Linked DNA regions of Mus musculus: region 1 is linked to region 2. A link is a contact called in public promoter capture Hi-C data. All regions are on one chromosome and are shown on one strand. Each heading gives the region's core, a stretch centred on a gene start, on an enhancer-like site or on the middle of the called end of the contact. The rest is flanking DNA. Distances are from core to core; before and after follow the strand shown. Region 1 overlaps Mrtfa (myocardin related transcription factor A). Region 2 holds the start of Sgsm3 (small G protein signaling modulator 3).

What was found. Promoter capture Hi-C pulls out the DNA fragments that hold promoters and counts their contacts.
Region 1: a contact with region 2 is called in a promoter capture Hi-C map of macrophages, with 8 read pairs. The contact joins the enhancer-like site here to the promoter of Sgsm3 in region 2. A contact is called at or near these places in 2 of 39 promoter capture datasets (embryonic stem cells and macrophages), 2 of 484 Hi-C or Micro-C datasets (the G1E-ER4 cell line and the HPC-7 cell line), 4 of 115 datasets of contacts at active chromatin or transcription factors (the 230-238 cell line, effector CD8 T cells, embryonic stem cells and 1 more) and 3 of 9 other capture datasets (adipose tissue, liver and pancreatic islet).

The regions. Positions count from the first base shown.
Region 1 is chr15:81,043,191-81,049,528 of GRCm38.p6, reverse strand. Mrtfa (myocardin related transcription factor A) reads left to right here. Exons shown (of 14, transcript NM_001082536.2): 3 at 4,175-4,240. Among named protein-coding and RNA genes, the nearest start is that of Sgsm3, 69 kb to the right of the region's middle. Within about 2 kb of position 3,123, at least 142 of the 459 cell types and tissues checked have an H3K27ac peak or open chromatin away from gene starts, as enhancers often do. A contact at or near this core is called in the 230-238 cell line, the G1E-ER4 cell line, the HPC-7 cell line and 2 more, where this site is marked.
Region 2 is chr15:80,974,532-80,980,394 of GRCm38.p6, reverse strand. Sgsm3 (small G protein signaling modulator 3) reads right to left here and starts at 2,630. Exons shown (of 22, transcript NM_134091.2): 1 at 2,530-2,630.

The DNA.
Region 1 (6,338 bases), core at 1,874-4,373, 69 kb before region 2:
AACTGAGTGCTTTGTCCACTCAACCCAAGAAATATTAAAAACAGTTCAGATGATTTGCTTTTATTCTTAAATTTGTTTGTTATCCCTCTGTGTGTGTGTGTGTGTTAGAGAGAGAGAGATAGACAGACAGACAGACAGACAGACAGACAGACAGACATAGAGTCTTAGGACAACTTGGAGGAGTTGGTTTTCTTCCTTCACTGTTTGGGTCCCAGGGATCAAACTCAGTCAGTCTTAGCAGCAAGTGCCTTTGCTTGTGAACCTAGACAGTGCTAGTCTGGGGAGATATATGGAAGGAAGACTTTGGCATACTCTCCTGTTTGACTGTAAGTCATCACGCTTTGATCTCCTTATCAGTCCCCATAAAGAAAGAGCCAACAGAAATGCCTGCTTGTGCACAAGCTTGTCTTTACCTTTACCATTACCAAACCCCACAAACGTAATCCAGCGTCTGTGTCTCCATGGGAGTGTGTGGGTAGCCTGTATACAGACGAACAAATGCAGTTATAACTGGTGAAGCAGCCGAGTGCTTTCCAGAGAAGAACTGGAGGACTCCCCCGCCCCGCCCCCCAGAGACTGCTTCACGGTGAGGAGCTCTGGCTGCTTTTCAGAGGACGCAGGTTTGATTCCCAGCACCCACGTGAGGCTCATAGCCAGCTGTAACTGGGAATCCAGTGCCTGCTTCTTGTCTCCACAGGCACTGCATGTGTGTGGTGCACACAGAAACATTCAGGCAAAACACCCATATGCATAAATTAATAATTTTTTTGCAAAGGATTGGAAGAAAAAGAAAAGAAACCAGGTTAGCATGGCCAGCCCTAGAGCCCCCACTCTCCCATCTTCACAAACAACAGCACAGTCACACAGTGGCCCTCGTGACCCTGGCTGTGGGTGCTTCACATAGGACTATTAATTGGTATTTCAAAATTACTCTTGAATAATAGCTGTTTCACTAATTATTCTTTATTTGAAACGTTCATGCTTAATTTAATTTCATTGGTCTCTGCTCTCTGAAGTCAAATTAATTTGTTATATTTAAGCAGTCCCTAATAGCTTATCTTACCCCAGGCCTTAGATACACTGTAGAAGATGCCCCTTTATCTTTTTCCATCCTGTCTGGTCTGGCTTTCCCCTCTCTTATGAGTAGGCGTTGATGCTAAGAGCGCACACCTGAAAACTATAGAGCAGGCTCGAACCAGCTGAACCAGCTTCTGTTCTCTTCATCTTTGTGGCACAAAACAAAAACCGTTCTAACTAGAACAGGCTCTAATTTTCTTCTTTGAGAACGGAGATGGTGATCACAGCTATCTTTGTAGAGCTGCCCACCTTCTTTGTCAGTGCCGAGGTTAAAACTGAGGGCCTAGCTGCATATGTATCAAAAGATGGCCTAGTCGGCCATCACTGGAAAGAGAGGTCCATTGGACTTGCAAACTTTATATGCCTCAGTACAGGGGAATGCCAGGGCCAAAAAGGGGGAGTGGGTGGGTAGGGGAGTGGGGGGGGATTGGGTATGGGGGACTTTTGGGATAGCATTGGAAATGTAAATGATGAAAATACCTAATTAAAAAAAAAAAAAAAAAAACTGAGGGCCTTGCGTGTATTAGCTATGACCCCTTAGCCATCGGGCCGTGGAGTGGGGTGATTAAATACATTAAAAGCACACCAGTCACCGAGCACAGAAGCAACAGTACAAACGCGGTGGCTCCTCGCCGGCTGCATCTTAGTGCTGTGCTGCTGGTGTTTGTGTTAACGCTGCAGTCCAGCTCCCAGGCAGATTCCCCCACTGAAGTAGATTACCTCATCTCCTCTGACCCTAATCTGAGCCAGCGGTTTCCCTCCGCACCAGATAATGAACCCAGGAGGCCTGGTATCTCGGCAGAGCTGACTTGCAGAAAACCTTGGGAGAAACAGCTGGAGCTCAGGTTGTGACATCAGATTGTTTGGGTTCAGTTTTTGTTCCGCCCCCATTACTGAGACAAACAAGGTGAATTGGTCTCTGTAGGCCCCACTTTCCTAACCTGTAAGGTGGGACAAACACTACCAATCTCCTTAGGATTTTAGAGCACAAATGCACAGGGCTGAAAGGTAGCTCAGTGAGCATTCGCCTGGCGTGCACAGGGCCCGGAGTTTGATCCCCATTGTCACAAAACAGCACACACAGACAGACACACACACACACACACAGACACACACACACAGACACACACACACACCAAAGGTATGTAGGATAGGGTCTGGTACAAAGCACATGCTATAAATATCAGCCACTGAAATGGTTGTTGCTTTTACCTATTTAATTAGGGCTTTATTTTAAGCAATGTTAATTTGTTTTAAAAAAAATCGCCTCTTTGTTAGATTTCCAAACTCTCAACATCTTGAGAGTCAGTTTGGTTCTCTCTCTCTCCCCCTCTCCTTCTCTCTCCCTCCCTTCTTTCTTCCCTCCCTCTCTCCCTCTCTCAAGACAGGGTTTCTCTGTGTAGCCCTGGCTCTCCTGGAACTCACTTTGTACACCAGGCTAGCCTGCAACTCAGAGATCTCTCTGCCTCTGCCTCCTGAGTGCTGGAATTAAAGATGTATGCCAATTCAATTTTTATAGCCAAGGTAGGCTTTGAATTTTTGATCCTCCTGCCTTAGTCTTCTGAGTAGCTGCCCCTAATTCCTGTCATTAAATGCCTGCTATAATAAAATACAAATAACATTTTTTCTTTTTTGAGACAGACTTTTACTTTGTAGCAACCCCAGGCTGATGTGAAAATTTTAACTGTCCTTTGCCTCAGCCTCCAAAGGCTGGGAGAATATAGGTATGAGCCACCATGCTTGGCTTAATAAGACTTTTTTTTTTTTAATTAAATTTATAGGAGTTTGTAAATTAGCAGGGGGGATATTCAGAGGTAACCACGCACAGCACCCAACATCACTGTTCAGGTAAAGTAGCTTAGGTGACCCAACGTAATTCTGAATATAGTGGAGAATATAGAGAAGAAGAGAAAAAGAAAAAGAGAGTGGACATTTTCAAGCAAAAATGAAATTTTAAAGGTGAGGGAAAGTCCATGGTACTTAAGGAAGAGTAAAATTTAACATTCTCGTTGGGGTGTCTCACCCTAGGGAATCGTGCCTGGAAGTCCCCATTGCAGCCTGATGTGACATAAGAGCAGAAGGAGGCAAGCAAGCTTGCTAACAGGACAGGGAAAGGAACTTGGAACATAAATCATAATTTTGAGAGAAAGAGAAGTTCTGCTTGTTCCTGTGACCTTGAAGCGTAGGCAAGAGCCCAGCCAGCGTCCTCCCATCCTTGGGTGCCTCTAAAAATCGCTGCGTAGAAAAGGCCCGTGTTAGTACACCACTGTTCCTAGTATTTGTAGGTTACCCTCAGATATGACTTTCAGGGCCCTGCAGTTGAAACCTGTTAGACAGAAGGGGACTTGCTGTGGGCTCTGGGATCCTCCTAACCCTCCCTAGACATTTTCTTAGCATCGTAACCACAGCTATGCTAGTTGATCCTTTGAGTAGTGTATAGTTGTAAAGATGGTTGATGTTTAATTTGATAAAGATCCCTGTTGTTTCATTGAGCAGTGTTGCCAAACAGAGCTAGGAGCGACACCTGTCTCCACTAGCCCGATGTACACTAAGTCGTAGCTCTTGGGTGTCTCCTCTCAGCAGAGAAAGCCCTGTGTGAAAACAGAAGCATGTGGACGGCAAGATACCTTGTAGTCTAGAGGAATGTGGTGTGTGTGAAAGTAGCCATACTTTTTAGATTGTGGTCTCTGTGCAGAGTGCATTTGTTCAACATGCTATGTGCAAACACTTAGAACTTATACAGCTCTTTGTGCTGGGCGCTGGCCCCATTAGACTTTCTTTGAGCTTAGAACTGGTTGGTGTTTCTCAGTCCCAGGAGGAAGGCTGAGTTCTGTAAGGTTTAAGCAAGAGGCAAGACTGGTAGTTTGTGGATTGTTATCACCCTGCAAGACTCTTCGCAACTTCCTCTTGCCGCCCACAGCAGAATGCGGAAACCCTGCTGTGTCAGGCCACTTCTGCAGTTACCCACAGTTGCAGTTTGGGATCCTCCTTTCATACCATAGGCTACCTTTTAGACTTTGCTGCATTTGAGAATGTGTCTGCTGAGGTGGAATGGCTGACTAACCTGCATCTGTCTTCTCTTCTTGCCACCATGCAGTGCTGCAGTTGAAGCTCCAGCAGCGGCGGACCCGGGAGGAACTGGTGAGCCAAGGGATCATGCCGCGTAAGTGTCTCTCGGTGTTTGTACACTTGCTCCTTGGGTTGGCTTGGCTCCTCGGTGGCATAGGAGCACCCTACAGAGCAGGGGTCAGGGGTCTCGTTCCAGTCTTACCCGCCTCTTACTTTTCCATCAGGAGTCCTTGATGGATGGAACAGGTTGTCAATTGCCCAGATTCATCATGTTCAGTGAAACAAGCAGTGCTAGGCTTCCAGCAGGTCGGCAGATAGCCCCGTGCCTTTGAATTGCCTCTTTCCTGGGTTCCCAGCATCCCTTCATGGGAGGAGCAGGGGCTGCTCTGTTCACATCCACTTCACCTCTGTGCTCAGCTGTTAGGAAGAAACCTCTCCTCTCCCCTTGCAGACAGGTACCGTCAGTGAACTACAGTTTATTTTAGAGCTGTGAGGCACCCATGGCGGATACGCGTGTGTGTATGCCTGGATGGAGCTGTTGGTGAGCTGTTCTGACACTGGGCCAGTGTCTGCATCCCTGGGGTAGAAGTGAAACCACGCCTTAGACTCTGTTAGAGACAAGAAAGCCTGTTTTGAATACTAAGAGCACCGTAGACAGTGAAGGCTAGAACCAGGGTCTTGCTCTTCTGACATGTCTTCATGAGTTCTCAGCAGATCATACAAGCTTCCGTCCCCTGGTGGTATGTCGTCACCACTCGGCTCCACCCTGAGGAGGAAGACAGCGAGAGAGCGCACACACACACACACACACACACACCCCAGCAGCATCTGCTGTCATGATGTTTCATGGTCTCCCCCACATGTTACTGCCCACTGTCCCGTTGCCCCGCTGCCATCCATGTTGTTGGCCACTCACTCAGAGGAATCATGTGTGCAGCTACAGTGAATCTGCCCCTGCAAGAGTGGAGGGAGGAAGTGGAGACAAAGGAAGAAGATAATATTACACCTCTTAGTAAGTGTGATGTAGTAAATTAATGGTGGTGGATGTGTTTACAGTTAACAGGAAAAAGTTGGAGACACAGCCGGGCGTGGTGGCGCACGCCTTTAATCCCAGCACTCGGGAGGCAGAGGCAGGTGGATCTCTGAGTTCGAGGCTAGCCTGGTCTACAAAGTGAGCTCCAGGACAGCCAGGGCTATACAGAGAAACCCTGTCTCGAAAAACCAACCAACCAAACAAACAAAAAACAAAACAAAAAAGTTGGAGACACTTTGGATAAACCGGCAAACTCATTCCTATAGTTTCATCATTTGGGAGGCTGAGGCAGGAGTTCAAGGCCAGACTGGGTTATAATGTGAGGCTATATCACAGCAACAACAAAAGACAAACAAAACAGAAAAAGCATATCAGAAAAGCCAGTGCTGAGTGTACTGAGCCTAGAGTGAGGCACCACGGAGAGAGTGAGTGTTGGTTTGTAGGAAGCCACCAAGGCTTCTAATGGCTGAGGGTGGCGTTTGATTTGTGTTGTGTGCTAACCTTTTGTTCCCTGCCCCTCTCTATGGTGTGACACCCCCCCCCCTGCTGTTCTTTGTGGTCTGTGAACCTCCAGAGCACGATTCCCACCCAGCCTGACCTCTGTTGGCCGCTGCAGTAGATTCTGTGGTAGTGTTATTGGTAGGGCAGCAGTGTGCTTTACGGTCTGCGGGCCTCATCAAGGATCCAGTCCCATCCTCCTAGACCCCTTCACAAATGGCATATCTGTTTAGTGTCTGCGAAGCCCCTCATACATTACAGCAGCCAGAGTTTGGGTTGCTGCAGTCGCCTGCGCGCAGATGCATAGCAGCTGCTGTAAGGCAGCACTAATTTTGAGAGCCTCGTTTTTTAGGGCTGTAGGAGGTTCAGGGTCAGGAGGTAGGTTATGCAGGAGTAGAATGCCCATATCCCCACATTCTTCTTCATAACTTCCATGTTATACTGGGATCACTAGGGGAGAACTGAGCAGTCATGGCTCCCTGCTTGCCACTTCTTTAGTGTGGTGCTCAGAAATTGCACTTGTCAGTGTGTACCTTCAGCTTCCTGAAGAATGTCACTTATTTGTGTCTCTGTCTCCCAGTACCTCACCCTAGATGAATGAAGACAGCCGATTGCAAAGTAGGGTGTGTGTGTGTTAACTAACAAACTAGCTAGAATTACG
Region 2 (5,863 bases), core at 1,381-3,880:
TACTTTGAATATACTTGCTGACAGGACAATACAAAACACTGTCAAAAAGAGGACTGGTGGTACGCATTTGTATCTCAGCACTTGGAAAGGAGAGGCAGGAAGATGCTGGGTTCTAGGCTTCTCAGCAAGCATTATGGGAAAGGGGGAGAAACTATGGGAGAGAGGGAAAAATGGGGTTTTAGAACTAGATAGAGTTAACTAGATGATGGCTGTGTCACAGTGTTTCTATGAAAAATCACTTAACCTCTAAACCTTATTTACACATATGTAAAACAAAATTAACCTACAGTTGACTGCCATGGTTACAGTGTTTATTAGGGAAAAGAGATTCAACAATATTACTGCAAATAGAAGCCACACTCCTGTGTCTAACTTCTCCCACCTAGCTGTCCTGTACGGATTTCCTGTCCGAGTTTGTGTTATATGCAATGACAAACAGGATCTTTATTTCTTCTGTGTACCACCCTTTGTGCTAGTCCCACTTCCTTATGACAGTCTGAGCCCATGAATGGCTGCTATGGAAAATTACTGCTGTTACCCGCTGAATAACAGGCAGAGTCTGGAGAACACGCTGATGAATCTTATGTTAAGTCACCAAATCTACAAGGTTTTGGGCTTCTGCCATATCTTCATTGAGAACAAAGAAGAAATAAGGAGAAAACACAAACAGAGAACATTTTGTCTGACTCTGAGCCAGCAGGATGCTCTTGCAGTCCCTCCAGGCACAGGAAGACAGCCCTGCAACAGCAGAGTTCTCCTCAGTCTCTTTCTCAGAACTTCCCTCACTTCCATGACATGCTACCCCAGTTCATCCGTCTGTCAATGTGACAAGTTCCCAAATTCACAAAGAAAGAGGGTGAACACATTTTTATGTGGTGGCAACTACTTGCTCACAACCTTCTTCTTGCTAGGAACTAAACAAAAGGTTTACTTTTGTCAACCAGCACTGTACCCAAGCCACATCCAGGACTCCCCACAGTCTTATTAAATTAATGTTGATCCAGGGGTCATATACACCAGCCAAAACACCTCCCCTCTACCATAGACCACACATATCTGTGGTTAAAAAGGACAGGGAGTTGGATGTGTTGACACATGCTTTAATCCCAACATCTACGAGTCAGAGAAACAGAAAGATCACTGAAGACCAGCCTAGTCTACACAGAAAGCTTCGGGCTAGCCAGGGACAAACAACACCAGCAACAATCAGGGGTGGAGCCATAGCTCTACGGTTAAGAATGAATACTGCTCTAGCAGAGAAGTCAAATTTGGTTCTCAGAACCCATAACAATCTCACCGCTGTTCTAACTCCTGGGGATCTAAAGCCATCTTCTGACCTTTGCAGGTCATGCACTCATGAACACACACACATTTAAAAAAATTAAATTTTAAAAGTTTAAAACCAATCAACCAATCAACCAAAAAACCAAGATGAGATAATGATGAAGAAGCTACATTAAGGATTTGGGGACAGCTCAGTAGTGGAGGGAGGCCCTGGGTTCCATATGGAATAATCAACAACAACAGTAGCAGCAGCAGCAGCACACACATAGGTCACGGGGAACAGAGTATGGGAAACTGATCATTAATGCTTGGAGTCAGAAGAAAGCTGGAGGCTAACAGAGGGCTTAAGGGGGAAAAGAACCAGGAACTGTGCGTGCCTGAAAACTCAGTCACCAGCACAGTCAGAAAAGCTACAAAGAAAAAAAGATGAAACTGAAAAGTAGTCCGGTTGAAGATGTGAATTTGGAGGCTTGAGAGCGCACACCTTCAGTTCGGCACTTGGAAAGCAGAAGCAGGCAGAGCTCGGAGTCTGAGGCCAGCCTGGGCTACAAACATGAATTTACCTAGAAAGATTTCTTTTAAGGAACCGGATAGACAGACAGACAGACAGACAGACAGATAATACCCACTCCCCTGTCATCTCTAAAAACTCACCACCAACACCAACAAAAACCTAAACAAAAACAAAAACAAACCCACCATAGCCCATCATAAATTTCCTATGCATCATGAGACGGGAAGACACGGCACAATCTGTCACTGACAAGGAAACTTTAAAGCATCTGTATTTCCTATTACTGCCCTATGAAAGCAGTCGGGACCCACACCTAAATCTCAGGGTAATTTCAGGACCTCTAACCGGAAGCACACGAGGCGACCCCTGCCTACACGTCCGCCTCAGTTTCCCCGCTGCTAACACTCGGCCTAGGCACTGAACCCGAGTCTTCCAGGGGAACAGCTAAGTCGGCTCTGAGGGAGAGTTGCCACCTGCCGAGACGCCCGCCGCTGCGTCAGGCGCAGTTCCTCCGGGTCGCCGGGAGCCGCCGGAGGGGGTGGGTCTGTCACTGTCACGCGCGTCCCGGGTCGCCGTGGGAGCAGCCACGCCGCGGCGGCTCGCCGCCCCCGCCTGAGGCGGCGCCTTCCCCGCCGCCTTCCCCTCAGCCCGTACCCCGCGGCCTCCACTCAAGAGGCAGGTGAGCGTCCCCCTCGCCGGCCCGGAGACTCGGAGACTCGCGCACCGCTCACCTGTCTCGCGGCCACCTCAGCACCTCGGCAGGTCAGGCTAGCAGCTGCCTCCTAGTCGGCGCGCACTGCTGCCCTTCTGCGCACGCGCGGGCCGCAGAGCCGGTGGCCGTGGGGCATGCTGGGGGCTGTAGTTTCGCGGGAAGACTGGCCCATCCCAGGTTCCAGGCGTCCTTTAGAGGTAGGTACCCCAGGCACCCGGTCTGTGATGCAAGCAACTCGTGGTTGTTTGGGAGCAGTCAGGATGGAGTCAGTGCACAAGTCCAGAAACTGGTCTTCTCTTTCAGGCTCACAGAGCTGGCTTCTAGACCAGATTAATCTAGTTTTCCATCAGTCACAGGCCCTGGGGAAAGCAGTAATTGATTGAGGTCATGACTAAGAAGGAAGCGGTGTGTGGAACCTGAGCACCTGCTTTTGAGTCACTCGTAACATTTTGCGCATCCATAAAAACCCGGAACTTACGGTTTCCGTGAGAACTCAATGTGTATGGAAAACGTTTAAACACAGCACCAAAGAACAATCCAGAAAGATGGCAGCTGACACTGTCACTGCTGGCAAGGAATCTAATCTGAACCCGCCCCCCCCCCCTCCCTCATTTCAGAAAGGCTATCAACAGCATTAAAGGGACATCTCAGCCAAATCTGAAAAGACACTGACTGCGACCAACACCGGTTTGAAGTGTTGGTTCGTACTTGTGCCCAGGTCAATGAAGCAAACTCTACAAACCGCAAGGTGGACTCAGTCATGACCTGGCCGTACAATAAACAGCTTACAAAGCACATTAGCAGGTTTTTCACATCACCCAAGCACAGGAATGGGCTGAATGCAGAATGAATGTTATTCTCATTTGTTTCAAAAATTCCTTCCCTGAGAGACTTAAATATTTACCAGATCCTTATAAGGTGCCAATGACGAATCGAAGTACGATCTCAGCAAAGTTCAACCTGGAGAGCCAATGAATCTGTTAGGCTTACTTACAGAGCATAGATGATAGATTGCATACAGGAGCATGGGTAACATGCAGCCATACTGCCGTCTTCACCCGAAATGGAATATGGCTTCCCCACAGCTCAGGAGGACATGGAGCCCCTGAAGCATATATGACCCGGCGCATCCAGAGATTTTTGAGGTCATGTGCAATTAGGGTAGAACTGCCTCCAATGGCTGTGAGGAGCAGCTGTAATCTCAAGTCTGGGGTGGGAAGGGGCAGACAGTTGCCCTCTTCAGTCCCTCCTTCTATGAGGGAACGCCAACAGTCAAAAAAGCCCCACGGTGGTGACTGCTAGCAAACAGGCACGGCTGACTTTCTGACGGAAGTGTTTAGAGAAGGACCCGGATGGAAATAACAGGAGCTAGGAAGTGGTAACATGGAATCTGTGTTGATTACCTAAGTAGTCTGTTTGTCTTTTCAGTCACAGCACCCTTTTAATTTGTGTGACTCATCCCCAGCACACACATTAAAAATTGAAAGATGCATGTGTTTTATTGTATGTGTATTAGTGCTTTGCCCACATGAGTATACATGTACCATGGTGCCTGGCGCTTGAGGAGGCTAGAACTGGAGTTACAGATGGTCCTGAGTCACCACGTGGAAGCTGGGATTGAACTCAGGTCCTCTGTTAAAGCAACAAGTGCTCTTAATCACTAAATCACTGAGCCAACTCTAGCCCCTCAGTTTTTGCGTGTGGTTTTTGTTTTTTTGATTTTTGTTTGTTTTTGTTGTTGTTGTTGTTTGTTTGTTTGTTTGTTTGTTTGTTTTCGAGACAGGGTTTCTCTGTGTAGCCCTGGCTGTCCTGGAACTCACTTTGTAGACCAGGCTGGTCTCGAACTCAGAAATCCACCTGCCTCTGCCTCCCAAGTGCTGGGATTAATGGTGTGTGCCACCACTGCCCGGCTCAGTTTTCATGTTTTAACATGGTCTCTTCACATACCTTTTGCTGACCTGGAGTTCCCTGTGTAAAGCAGGGTGGCCTCAAACTCCCAGAGATTGTTTGCCTTTGCCTTCTAAGTTGCTGAGGTTAAGGGGGTGTGCCATCAAGTCTGCCTTATGAAACATTTATTTCAAAATGCTACGTAAGAACTGTGCAAATATGTTTAGGCTACAGGAAAGGCTGTTAGTCAGAAAGAGGAGAAAGAAAACAAGCACACAAAAAACTGTTTAATGCTCCTAGGACCATCAGTGCCCAGGCAAGGCTCCTTTCAGTTTTAGCAGTGTCAAATACACATAAGACGGGACCTTGTGTATTGACATAATTCAGCCAAGCTGCACGTGTGTGAGAAAACTGGCACCTGCCTCATAATGCAAAGTAGGAGAAGCCTCACCAGCTAAAACCAAAGACTGCCATAGAGTTCTTTGAATCAAAAAATGTGCCGTTTCAAGAGCCGACAGAAGCTGGGCATGGGGGTTTAGCCTTTAATCCCAGCACTCAGGAGCAGAGGCAGGCAGAGCTCTGAAGCCAGCTTGGTCAATAGAGTGAGTTCCAGGACAGCCAGAGCTAAGCAGTAAAACCCTGTCTCAAAACAACAACAACAAAGTAAATATGTATTTCTCCTAGGCTGTCTGAGACAGAGCTTCAGTATGCAGCGCAGGCGGTTGTGGAATTTACTATCTTCCTGCCTCAGCACTCTTGAGTGCTGTGATCACAAGCCAAGCTAGAAAAGAATGTGGTGTGTGTGTGTGTGTGTGTGTGTGTGTGTGTGTGTGTGTGTCCAGGTCTCATGTAACCCAGGCTGGCCTCAAACTTTCTTTCTTTGTTTTTGGTTTTTTTTTAAGATTTATTTATTTATTTTATGTATATGAGTACCCTGTAGCTGTACAGATGGTTGTGAGCCATCATATGGTTGCTGGGAATTGAACTCAGGATCTCTGCTCGTTCCAGCCCAAAGATTTATTTATTATTATATGTAAGTACACTGTCGCTGTCTTCAGACACACCAGAAGAGGGTGTCGGATCCCGTTACAGATGGTTGTGAGCCACCATGTGGTTGCTGGGAATTGAACTCAGGACCTCTGGAAGAGCAGTCAGTGTCCTTACCTGCTGAGCCATCGCTGCAGCCCTGCAATGAACATTTTTAAATGAAAAAAAAAAAAAAAAAGGTCTATTATTCTCTTTTTATCCTTGGGAGAAAAACAAGCAACTCATTTACCTAATGAACTATGGGTTAAAATCTTACCTGAACCTTGTCTGGATTTTGTATTACATTTCAGACATATTTACCTATAATCTTATAAACAGCACTATCCTAATTAGAACATTTTAAAGACAGTTGCCTTATTAAAGTTTAAAAGCATGGAAGAGGTATTACAGTCAGAAGTTCAAAAGACTTTTCCCAGTGC